Regions from separate parts of the Mus musculus genome. Here region 1 is linked to region 2. The links are chromatin contacts, called in public promoter capture Hi-C maps. All regions are on one chromosome and are shown on one strand. Each heading gives the region's core, a stretch centred on a gene start, on an enhancer-like site or on the middle of the called end of the contact. The rest is flanking DNA. Distances are from core to core; before and after follow the strand shown. Region 1 holds the start of Hydin (HYDIN, axonemal central pair apparatus protein). Region 2 holds the start of Calb2 (calbindin 2).

Evidence for each region. Capture Hi-C pulls out chosen DNA fragments and counts their contacts.
Region 1: a contact with region 2 is called in a promoter capture Hi-C map of pancreatic islet. The contact joins the promoter of Hydin here to the promoter of Calb2 in region 2. A contact is called at or near these places in 9 of 39 promoter capture datasets (cranial neural crest, embryonic stem cells, hippocampal neurons and 3 more), 7 of 484 Hi-C or Micro-C datasets (CD8 T cells, brain, cerebellum and 4 more), 2 of 115 datasets of contacts at active chromatin or transcription factors (both in embryonic stem cells) and 3 of 9 other capture datasets (adipose tissue, liver and pancreatic islet).

Annotation. Positions count from the first base shown.
Region 1 is chr8:110,265,521-110,270,513 of GRCm38.p6, reverse strand. It overlaps Hydin (HYDIN, axonemal central pair apparatus protein), which reads right to left and starts at 3,537. Exons shown (of 87, transcript NM_172916.2): 1 at 3,483-3,537; 2 at 3,064-3,245. The coding sequence starts at 3,178. It overlaps Gm26832 (a long non-coding RNA gene), which reads left to right and starts at 3,492. Exons shown (of 5, transcript XR_879191.3): 1 at 3,492-3,630; 2 at 4,564-4,717.
Region 2 is chr8:110,166,801-110,171,807 of GRCm38.p6, reverse strand. Calb2 (calbindin 2) reads left to right here and starts at 3,596. Exons shown (of 11, transcript NM_007586.2): 1 at 3,596-3,764. The coding sequence starts at 3,671.

The DNA of each region.
Region 1 (4,993 bases), core at 2,288-4,787, 99 kb before region 2:
ACACACACACACACACACTCACACACACAGTCTAGAAAAATTCTGAACCAAAATTCTATTTACATATATCAATATGTAAAATCATATTCTTATGAGTCTATTAAAAAAGAAAGTAAATAAAATGTGGGCCAATCATATGAAGCAAAGGAGGTCAGTGAACATCTTTATCAGCGGTTTAACAGCAGGTAAGTGGATGTTGTTCAGTGTCGTAGGCCTCGAAGAATGCCAACTGGAACTAGAACAGGAGAATTGATGAGGTGGATCAGCCAGGTAGAGCCATGGGAGCCTGAGTATCTGGGTTTAGTGCCCAGCAGCCAAGGCAGAAGACCAGAAGTGACTCCTGAAAGCTCTTGTCTGGCCTCCACGCACATGCTGTGGTGTGCATGCATGTCACACCTGCAGGGATGGCTGAAAGTAACCAAATCATCCCGGCCCTCAAGGCTGTAGAACACATGAACCTCAAACTCTATACTGATGTAAATGCAAAACGGTATGCTCACTTTAAGAGCCACACGGCTAGAGACCTTGTAAAATTGACATATTTACAGTATAACCCAGAAACCCTCCAATTATTTACTAAAACATTAATAATATGCAGCAACCCAGAGACCTATGGATGACTGATTGTGACAGACTCACGTAAGTGAGTGATCATAATGGTCAGATACCTGGAGCAAACCAAATGCCCATCACCTGGTGGTATATCCAATCCAACAGAGCAGTATTCAGCAATAAAAAGGAATAGCCTACTGTTACAACAACGTGGGTAAACCTCAGACACAGTGCGCTAAATGAAGCAAATCAGACAGAAGGTTTTACATATTTTATGATTCCATTATTCGGAGAGTACAGAATCAGAAATCAGATCATTGTCACAAAGAGGGCCAACTAGAACAAGACACAAGAGAACTGTCTGAGCTACTAGAAATAATTCTATATACTTACTGTGGTGGGTTGAGTTGTCACACAGACCTTATCTTTTTGAAACCAGCTTATGGAATTGTACAGACAAATGGCAGACGTTTTAAGAGTACAAGCTATGTGTCAATAAACCTGGTTTTAAAAGTGTGTGACATAATTACTAGTGTTTTATAGGCCCACAAAGAACAGTTATCATTTATGGGTTATTTATGTCAAACACAGCTTCCTGGAAAAACAAGAGCAAGAAGAGTGTCCTAGCATGGTTTCTGTGGCTGTGATAAAATATTATCACCCAAAGGAACTTCGGGGGCACAAAGGGTGTATTTGGCCTATAGGCTAAAGTCTGTCATCAAGGAATGCCGGGTAGAGGCTGAAAAGAGGAACCACAGAGAAAGCTGCCAACTGGCTTGCTCAGCTAGCTTTCTTTACAGCCAGGGCCTGCATGACTATTAGGGATAGCACTGCCCACATGGGGATTAGACCCCTCCCACATCAGTGATTAAGAAAATGCCCCACAGGCCAATCTGATCAAGGCAATTCTTCCACCGAGGTTCCCTCTTCTCAGATAAATGAATATCTGTGTCAAATTGACAGCTGAAGCTAGCTATGATCAATGTACAGGGAGGAAATATTAATTTTATCTCAACGCAACATACAGTGAATTAGTATCCTGCGTATGGACAATGGCCCCGGTGCACCATTTTCTTTTTCTGATGCTTTGACAATACCATGACCAAAAGCAACTTAGAGGGGGAGGGTTCATTTCAGTTTATAGGTTACAGCCCATCGCTGAGAGAAGTCAGATGGATAATTGAAGGAGAATCCATACAGGAACATTGCTTGCTGGCTCACTGGCAGGCTCATGCCTAGCTAGCTTTCTTATACAGCCCAGGACCCCCTGCCAAGGGAATGGTGCTGCCCACAGTGGGCTCAAGATGATTCCCCACAGATATTCCCACAAGCCAATCGTGAGATTCCCTTCTTAGGTGATTTTAGGCTGTGTCAAGTTGACACTAGAACTAAATGGATATCTAGAAATCAATATGAAAAAGGGCATCTGCATTTTAAAAGGCAGCGGATTCACATTAGAGCCGTTGTCAATAATGAACAGTCAGAGACTACTCTATTGGACTAGCAATCAGGGAAACACAAATAAAGTGATCGCCATTCTTTTCCCATCAGGATAATAAAAGTCTTAAAGAACGGGCATTTCAAGCATTCACCAGTATCCAGGGCAAGCCGCACAAACTGAGACAATGAAGCTCACTATACTCAGGAGTGTTGGAAAACAAAACAGGTAACTTTAAAAATAGTTGGATGGTTGTCGTTGCAGGCCCATTAATGCGTGAGCCTGGGCCCTAAAGCAAGATCAATGGTCCCAATTGTGCTGGTGAACATTAGTGCAGGGACAGCTGTGCAAACTGTAGAAATCACAGGGGTGTGAGTGCGAGATGGTAAGAAGGGAACCTCCCAGCCCCCAGCCAAGCAAGGTGTGATTCCCCACATGAGCGGATGCTCTCCAGGAAGAAACTGATGTGAACTTGGGATCCCCAAAACACAGACGAACAATGACTCAGTGGGTGGGCGCATATACCCTCTAGTGATTTGTGAGGATGACTGGGAAAATGTCTAATACATTTTATAAAATGTCCTTAAGGAGTCCCACATTGAAAGCTTTTTGGTGTTTCTGTGACTGTCTGGGTTTGGAAAAAAAAAAAAAAAAACCAAACAAACTCATTATCCTGCATGAGTTTGGATTTTTTTTTTTTAAACTAGTTTCAAATTTGATCTTAATTAAGGTCTGAGTTCTAACACGGACGCCCGTGACTCCACTGTTTATGCTCGTTTAAAATAGAACTCTTGTTCTACAATCTTCCAGACAAGCTCCAGGTGGTACTAGACATGAAGTGGGGCCCAAGTTGCTTTAAGTAAAGATAAGAGCTAAAACACAATCGTCTAATTAACACTCGGGCGCTTGTAATGTTCCGAAATAAAAAACGAAACAACCCCAAGCAGAATCAGGATTCCAGAAATTGAAGCACACACAGAACCCAGGGCCCCGAGGACAGCACAGACCTACAAAGCGCTGGTCCCCAGCTCCAATCCTGGGGCACTCTCTGAGCCCTAATTGCGCACACTCACAGAGAGGCACAGAGGCGGTTAACTGTTGCAGTCTTGCTTCAGGGTCGCATAAGAAGAGCACGTTTGGGATTTTTTCCTTTATATAATTAGCCACACATTTGATCTTCAGGGTCATTTTGAGAACGGGGCAGGAACAGCTGAAGGAAGGGCATGGGACCTGCCATCCATTTTCCTAGGGAAGACTGAAAGCGATTTGCCCAAAGCTGAAGTTAGAAGCGAGCTTCCAGGCGGGAATCCCAAGTACAGAAATCCAAGATCCCCTAAATTCAGTGGGGTGAACAGTAGGGGCCATCTCATCAGTCCCCATAAGCTCACTCTTTCACCCTGAGACCATTGAGAGATCCGGTAACCTCTGTACACTCAGAATCCCAGGGCAAACTCCACACCGCGCTCCCTGACGAAACTGGGTTTCAACTCACAGTCTCTGCACTTTTTGCGCGCCACTTTTTGCTGCACTGCCGAGTCCATCTTGTTACCATCTGTTGCCACAGCAACCGCAGAGTGTGGCTCACACTCTAGTAAGAGGAACGATGATTGGAGGAGGCGGGCGTCCCTAGCAACCGCCAGGTAATGAACCAACAGATTTCCTTTACAGTTTCCTGACCCACAAGCTTCTCTCCCACCCCAACGCCTTCCTTAGCCAGACCTTTCCTGGGTCTTCAAAGCCACTTCACACATGATCTCCGCGAACACCTGCCTCTTGGTGATTCAATCGGGATCCCCATTTCCACAGGAATGTTTAGCCTGTGGTCCTTTGACTTCCTCCAGGGGTCCAGAAATGCCCTTCAGTTAAGTGCTGAAGGAACTGAAAGCAATTCCTAGGACACTGGATGCCCATAGCATCCCCAAAGAGTAACTTTTAGATGGATTAGCCCGTCTTTCTTTTAGGAGACAGAAAATAAAGTGGTGTTCTTCCCAGAGTTCGTTTACAAGTATTTAAATCAGCCCTTAAAACACCTCCCAAAGATTTTTACTAGTGATCTTTCTTTACTCATTCGGAAAAAAAATTTAAAAATTAAAAAAAAAAAACCCACATAGCTAATGATCAGTGATTATTGGCCAAATATTAGTCACCAAGGGAATATTCTAGGCACTAAAAGATTCCAACTGCCAAGAGGGCTTCACCAAGAGTTTACCTCCGGTATGCACACGGTCATAGATGGTGTTATGCATGTTGTCAACAGAGTTATGGCGGGGGAGAGGGGGACGTGGAGCTGGACAGGGTTGTCAGGGATGGCTCTTTTGAGAAGACAGCCCAGAAGCTGAAACACTGGAAGATAAAAGTGACTGGCGGGCCAAAGAGAGAGCAGGGCACAGCAGAAACAGGAAGTTAAGGGCAGAGCTGAGATTGAGTTAGTCCCTTCAGCAGAGGGGGCGGGGAGGACTGTGATGAGATATAAGGAGATGGCTCTTTGCAGAACTGGCCCCTCCTCCTCCAGTACCCAGTGCTCCTGTCCCCTGTCACACCCTATCATGTCACCCAATTTATTTCCTTCACAGACCTTCGTTAGCTTCTTTTCGCCCTGTGGGCTCCATCAACACAGACTGCATTATTTCCATCCCTGCACTTAAAATAGTAACCGGTCTGAGACGAACACCGCATAAATACTTGTTGGCTGCATGAAGTGGCACACCGCAATACCAGGAACCAGGGGTAACTGTGGGGGTGTGAAAGAGAGTTAAGACAGAAAAGCTTCTGTCTTCAGGGACTTTGGATGCCTGTGGAAGAAATGAATTACAAACTGTACTGGCAAGCCATGTGCAGAACTGGGTGGTTTCATTTCTGAGTGTTATGGGAAGTCATTCTGCAACCCCCCCCAAAAGTTCCTTTATTCTTTCTATTGCATCTCAATTCAAGGTTGCACATGTAAAATACCTCCTGTATACCAACCACTGATAAGGAGCCATCAAGACAGACATCAACTCTGTC
Region 2 (5,007 bases), core at 2,347-4,846:
CTCTGCTAGGCCCTACTTGGGTATTGTTTCCTCCCAGCCTTGGTTTCTTTATCTTGAAGAAAAGTCTAAATCTTATATAGAACGCCTAAGAGGGTAGCTGTGAGGGCCAACAAACGTTACAACCACTGGTGAAGGCACATACAGACACCAGCATCTACCACCACCACAGTCACAGCCACAGCCACCGCCACCATCACCACCAACCACCACCACCACCACCACCACCATCACTACCACCACCACCATCACCACCATCACCACCACCATCATCATCACCATCATCATCACAGCTGTCATAAGACTCAGACAGAAGTCCTGGAAGAGCAACGAAACCTCAGACATTTGAAACCATGTGAGACTTTCACGGTCAGTGGCCTCAGCTGGAGGTTGGGCAAGCTAAGCAGACAAGAGGAATCTGGCTCCCATGTTGCCAGGTGTGGGCTAGGGCCAGTCTCTCAGAATGTCGGGAAAAGTTCCTATTGCTCATGTTGGTACCAGCATCTACTCTTTCATTTAGCCCTGACCACACACAGGACCCTTGACTACATCATTTGTGGTCCTTTGTGAGACTACTGGAGTTCTCAGAGACTGAACCACCAACCAAAGAACACACACAGGCTGGACCTAGGCCTCCCTGCACATATGTAGCAGATGTGCAGCTTGGTCTTCATGTGGGTTCTGAACAACTACCCCAAAACAACTCTTGCGGGAGAGACTACCCCAAAAGCCATTGCCTACATACGGGATTTTTTTTTTAAGCTGGGCTGCTTTGTCTGGCCTCAGTGGGAGAGGATGAGCCTAGCCTCACAGAGACTTCATGTGACAAGGTGAGGGGGTACCCAGGGGGCCCCCACCTGCTCAGATGAGAAGGGGACAGTGAATGGGGGAAGAATTGTGGGAGGGGGTGACTAGGAGGGGGCAGTGAAAAGTATGTAAAGTGAATAAGTAAAATAATAATAACATTCATTATATAATTATAATAATTGACTATTAATTATACAATTATTATATGATTGTATAATTAATAATAATAATTAGAATAAAAAGAGACTATTTTATTATTACCAACATCTTTATTTTTGCTAAGGTTCAAGGAAGTTAAACCTCCTACCCAAAGCCTTCCAATTAGTTATTTGGCTTTAAACTCACCGATATCTCACTCCAAGGCAGGGACTTCTAATACCTAAGTGACTTTTGCAGGACTGAATTTGAGTATAAAGGAGCTTGTTTAAACCCTTTGGTCCCCCATGAGGGCACACGACCGAGACAAGCAAAAATGGCCCCCAGAAACAGACTCTCTTGGTGCCTCCAAAGTGAACAATGGAGACTGTCCCGATGCATCATTTGGGGTCCACAGTGGTCAGTCCTTTGTAGTCATACCCGGAGCCATCTTCCCCTGGCTTCAGCAGCCCTGGGAAGGAAGACTCGGGCACTGCCTTGGATGTTTACAGACCCAGCAAACAGCTTCTGCCTGCATACCCAGGCTGGGAGGGAGCCAGAGGCAACTCCAAGGAACCCCGAGGGCAGATGCTAGAGCCAGGAGGTCTGAGGCTAGTCCCTTGGGTGCCTAGGAGTTTAAAAGCTGGTATTCTGGAAACATCACCTATCTCATCTGCCCCTGGACCTCACCCTGGCATTCGCCCTTCTAGGAAGCAGTAGCAACTTCGGGGTGGGGTGGGGGTTGCAGAAAGCTAAGAGTTTGAATCTGGAACAGACTCCAAAGGCTTCCGTGTTAAAGGCTTGGCTTCTAGTGGGCCGGGTGTTCAGAGGTGGGATTTGGGGAAGGGAAAGTGGATGGATGGTTAGGGCTTTGACTTCCTCTCTGGATCAATCCATTGACAGGTCCATAACTGAATACACTGAAGGAGATAGGACTAACTGGGAGGTAACAAGTCATTCGAATGTCCATGGAGGCTGTGTCTTGTTCTCTTGTCTTCCTCCTCTCCTTTCAACTCCCTCCCTCTTTTTCACTTCCTGGCCACAAGATAAGGAGCCTTCTCCCCCCCACAGGCCCCCACCATGACATTCTGCCTATGACAGCTCCCTTGAACAATGAACCAAATTTGCCCACAGACTGAAACCTCTAATAAACATTTTTACTCCTTGAACTCGACCTCCTCTGGTATTTTACCATGGCGATGGAAAGCTGACCAGTGCTCCCTCTGATCAAGGAATCCTTTCCAAGCTCACCAGAGAGCACAAGCATAAAGGACAGGAACACAGACTCATGTAATCCCCAGAACAATCCAAGATGTCAATACCCACACACCCATTTTACAGACTCGGAAAGCCAAGGCACAGACAGGCTGTGTAAGCCAAACAACGTTGTGGAGGTTTTGTTGTTGTTTGTTTAGGAACTAGACCCGAGGAGTTTGATTCTATTGCAACTGTTCTTTAGGACTGAGCCTTCTTGCCTTCTCGAAGGCAAGACTCAGGCTGGGGGACTCTAGCTTAGTAATTTCTCAGCCCTGGCAGCAAGGAATGCTGGGTTACAGAAGCCCCAACAGTTAGCCTATTTTGCTGCGTCTTTCCCAGTCTGTTCTTGTAAACAACCTCAAACTGTGTGCCTGGGCAACACACCAGCAGTTTTGAAACTTGGGCTCCATGTTGCCCTTTGAGGTTAGCTCCGAGCTACCTCAACCTGACCCCAGGAAACAGCCTGCTCTTCTCCGCTCCCCCCCCTCCCCCCCACCCCACCCCGGGTTCTCCTCTCCCCTAGCGACCTGCTTTAGATTCTCACCTCCTTCTCTTTTGCTCTCCCTTCGAAGGCAGCTCAGCTAACACTCATTAGCACATGTTAATGAGCAGCAATTCAAGTCTCTGTCCTTCTTTTTAGGGGCAGGGTGCTTGCTGTTGCTCTGAAGGTAAGGTGTCCAAGAAGCAAGCACACACTGCAGACCTTTAGAGTAGGGAGGATATGGGACGGAGGCTGGCTCTCTGATTGAGGAGACCCCACGGTGTGCTGTGCTTGCTGTCTGTTTTCTTTAACAGAAGTTCAGCACATCTTTGGGTCAGAGTTTACCGCCATCTACCTACGGGACTACGGGAGGCTCCAGTCTGCTACTACCTGGATAAAGGTCTAAAAGTCTGCAGGATGTGACAGATACCGGAGGGAAGTGGGTTACTGAACAGTGGAGTAGTTCCTCCATTCCCATCTGAATCCTCATTGCACCTTGTCGATTCCAGTTGTCCACCTACGGTAAAACCTTGAGAACCCTGCTTTCCTGCAATCCTGGTACCCCTCGAGGGAGTCACAGGACAGGAAGAGTTCTGGGCTCAAATCTTAGCTTTGCTACTTGTTAATAATGCTATTGCTGCGACTAGAAACTGGGTGTGCTCAAGATGGACAGAGGGAAGGGAAGGCAGGAGCTGCCTCTCCCCATTTCCAGCTAAATACCTGCGGTGTCCCCGGAGGGCACCCAGAAGTCTCATTGAACACTCTCTCCCGGTCCCCAGGAACCCTGGCAGAGAAGAGCCCCCGCCCGTGCAGCGCCGCGCCCTGCGCGATTCCCTGAGTGTGCGCGCCCCCTTCCGGCGGCCCGACGCGGCGCAGCTCCGGGCTGCATATAAAGGCAGCGTGGCGCGCAGCCCCAGCGCGAGAACCAGAGCCAAGCGGCACCGAGTGACAGCGCGCTGAGAGAGAGGCTTAAGATCTCCGGAGCGGCTCGCCATGGCTGGCCCGCAGCAGCAGCCCCCTTACCTGCACCTGGCCGAGCTGACTGCATCCCAGTTCCTGGAAATCTGGAAGCACTTTGATGCTGACGGTCAGTAAAGCTCCCAACTTCTGGGCCCCTTGACCCTCGGGGACCTGAGCTTGGCAAAGGGGTCAGGGGCATGGCTCAATGCGGGTAGGTATGCTTCGCCCCCAAGTGGTTTGTTCTGTGGCAGAGCCTGCTGGGGTCTTGAGTTCGGGGAAATGCCCGGCTGCCCTGGTGGCAACTGTCAGTAAGTTTTCCCAATGCAGGGTGGCCAGGGCCCAGGTTCTGAGCAAGTCTGAGCGTTCCCAGAGAGGAGGCCTAGGCAAAAAAAGGCTCCCATGACACATTCCCCTGCCTCCTTCCTCACCTTTTCCTTCAAGCTAACGCCCTGCTTCCAGTCCCGTAGCCACAGGTCTCCAAACCTCACTCTCCCTTCTTGCTTCTTACCCCCATCACCAGTTTCAGAGGCTCGAGAAAGCTGAGCGTCCTGAAGGGAACCTGGGGGGAGGGGGCGGCTCCCCTAGCCTGGTTGGCCAGGAGCAGGAGTAGAGGATGCATTGGGGGCTTTTTTTTTTTTTTAAACAAACCAAGGCTTTCTTTATCTATTTTTTTTTAAAACCCTACCAGTATGTGGGTTTCCCAACTACAGCAGCAGCGGATGTGGTGGGAGGGTCCTGGTATTAGCCCCCAGCCTGCTACCTGGTAATATAGATTCCTGGGTACCCTGTGAGTCTGTAGATGGGGGTGGAGGGGAGTGGTGTCACACTCCAGTGACCAACACTCCACTACATGGTCTTGACAATGACCAACCCAAAAAGTGAGGTCCAGGTGAATGGTTTTGGAGGTGGCTTCCAGACCTGGGATTCTAAGTGTCTACAGTCTTATCTGACTCAAATATAAAAGAGCACACACACCACCCCGTCCCTCACCTCTCCTCTGTTCCCACCCCCCAGCTTCTGATATTGCCCGAGACTTTTCTATCACTCAAGAAAAGAAAAGGAAAAAAAAAATTCAATTCACCCTCCAACGCCTGGCTAAGATGAACACCCAGAATGCACTGGCATCTCAGACCTGTTGGCAGGGTGGTGGCTCAGTGGCCCTGTTTATCCCGGGACTGAGAGGGAGGGGGCAGGGAATAGTCTTATCGGTTAGCAACTCCCTACATTCTCTCCTTCCTCTCCGAATCCCCTTGGTAAGGTATGAAAGTGGGTGCACAGAGGTCCTCTGCTCCCAGTGTCTGCCTTGGCAAGGAAAGGGTTAGTGTCTGAGGATGCCAGTGGGTGAAGTTTCCTTGGAGGCAACTGAGAAA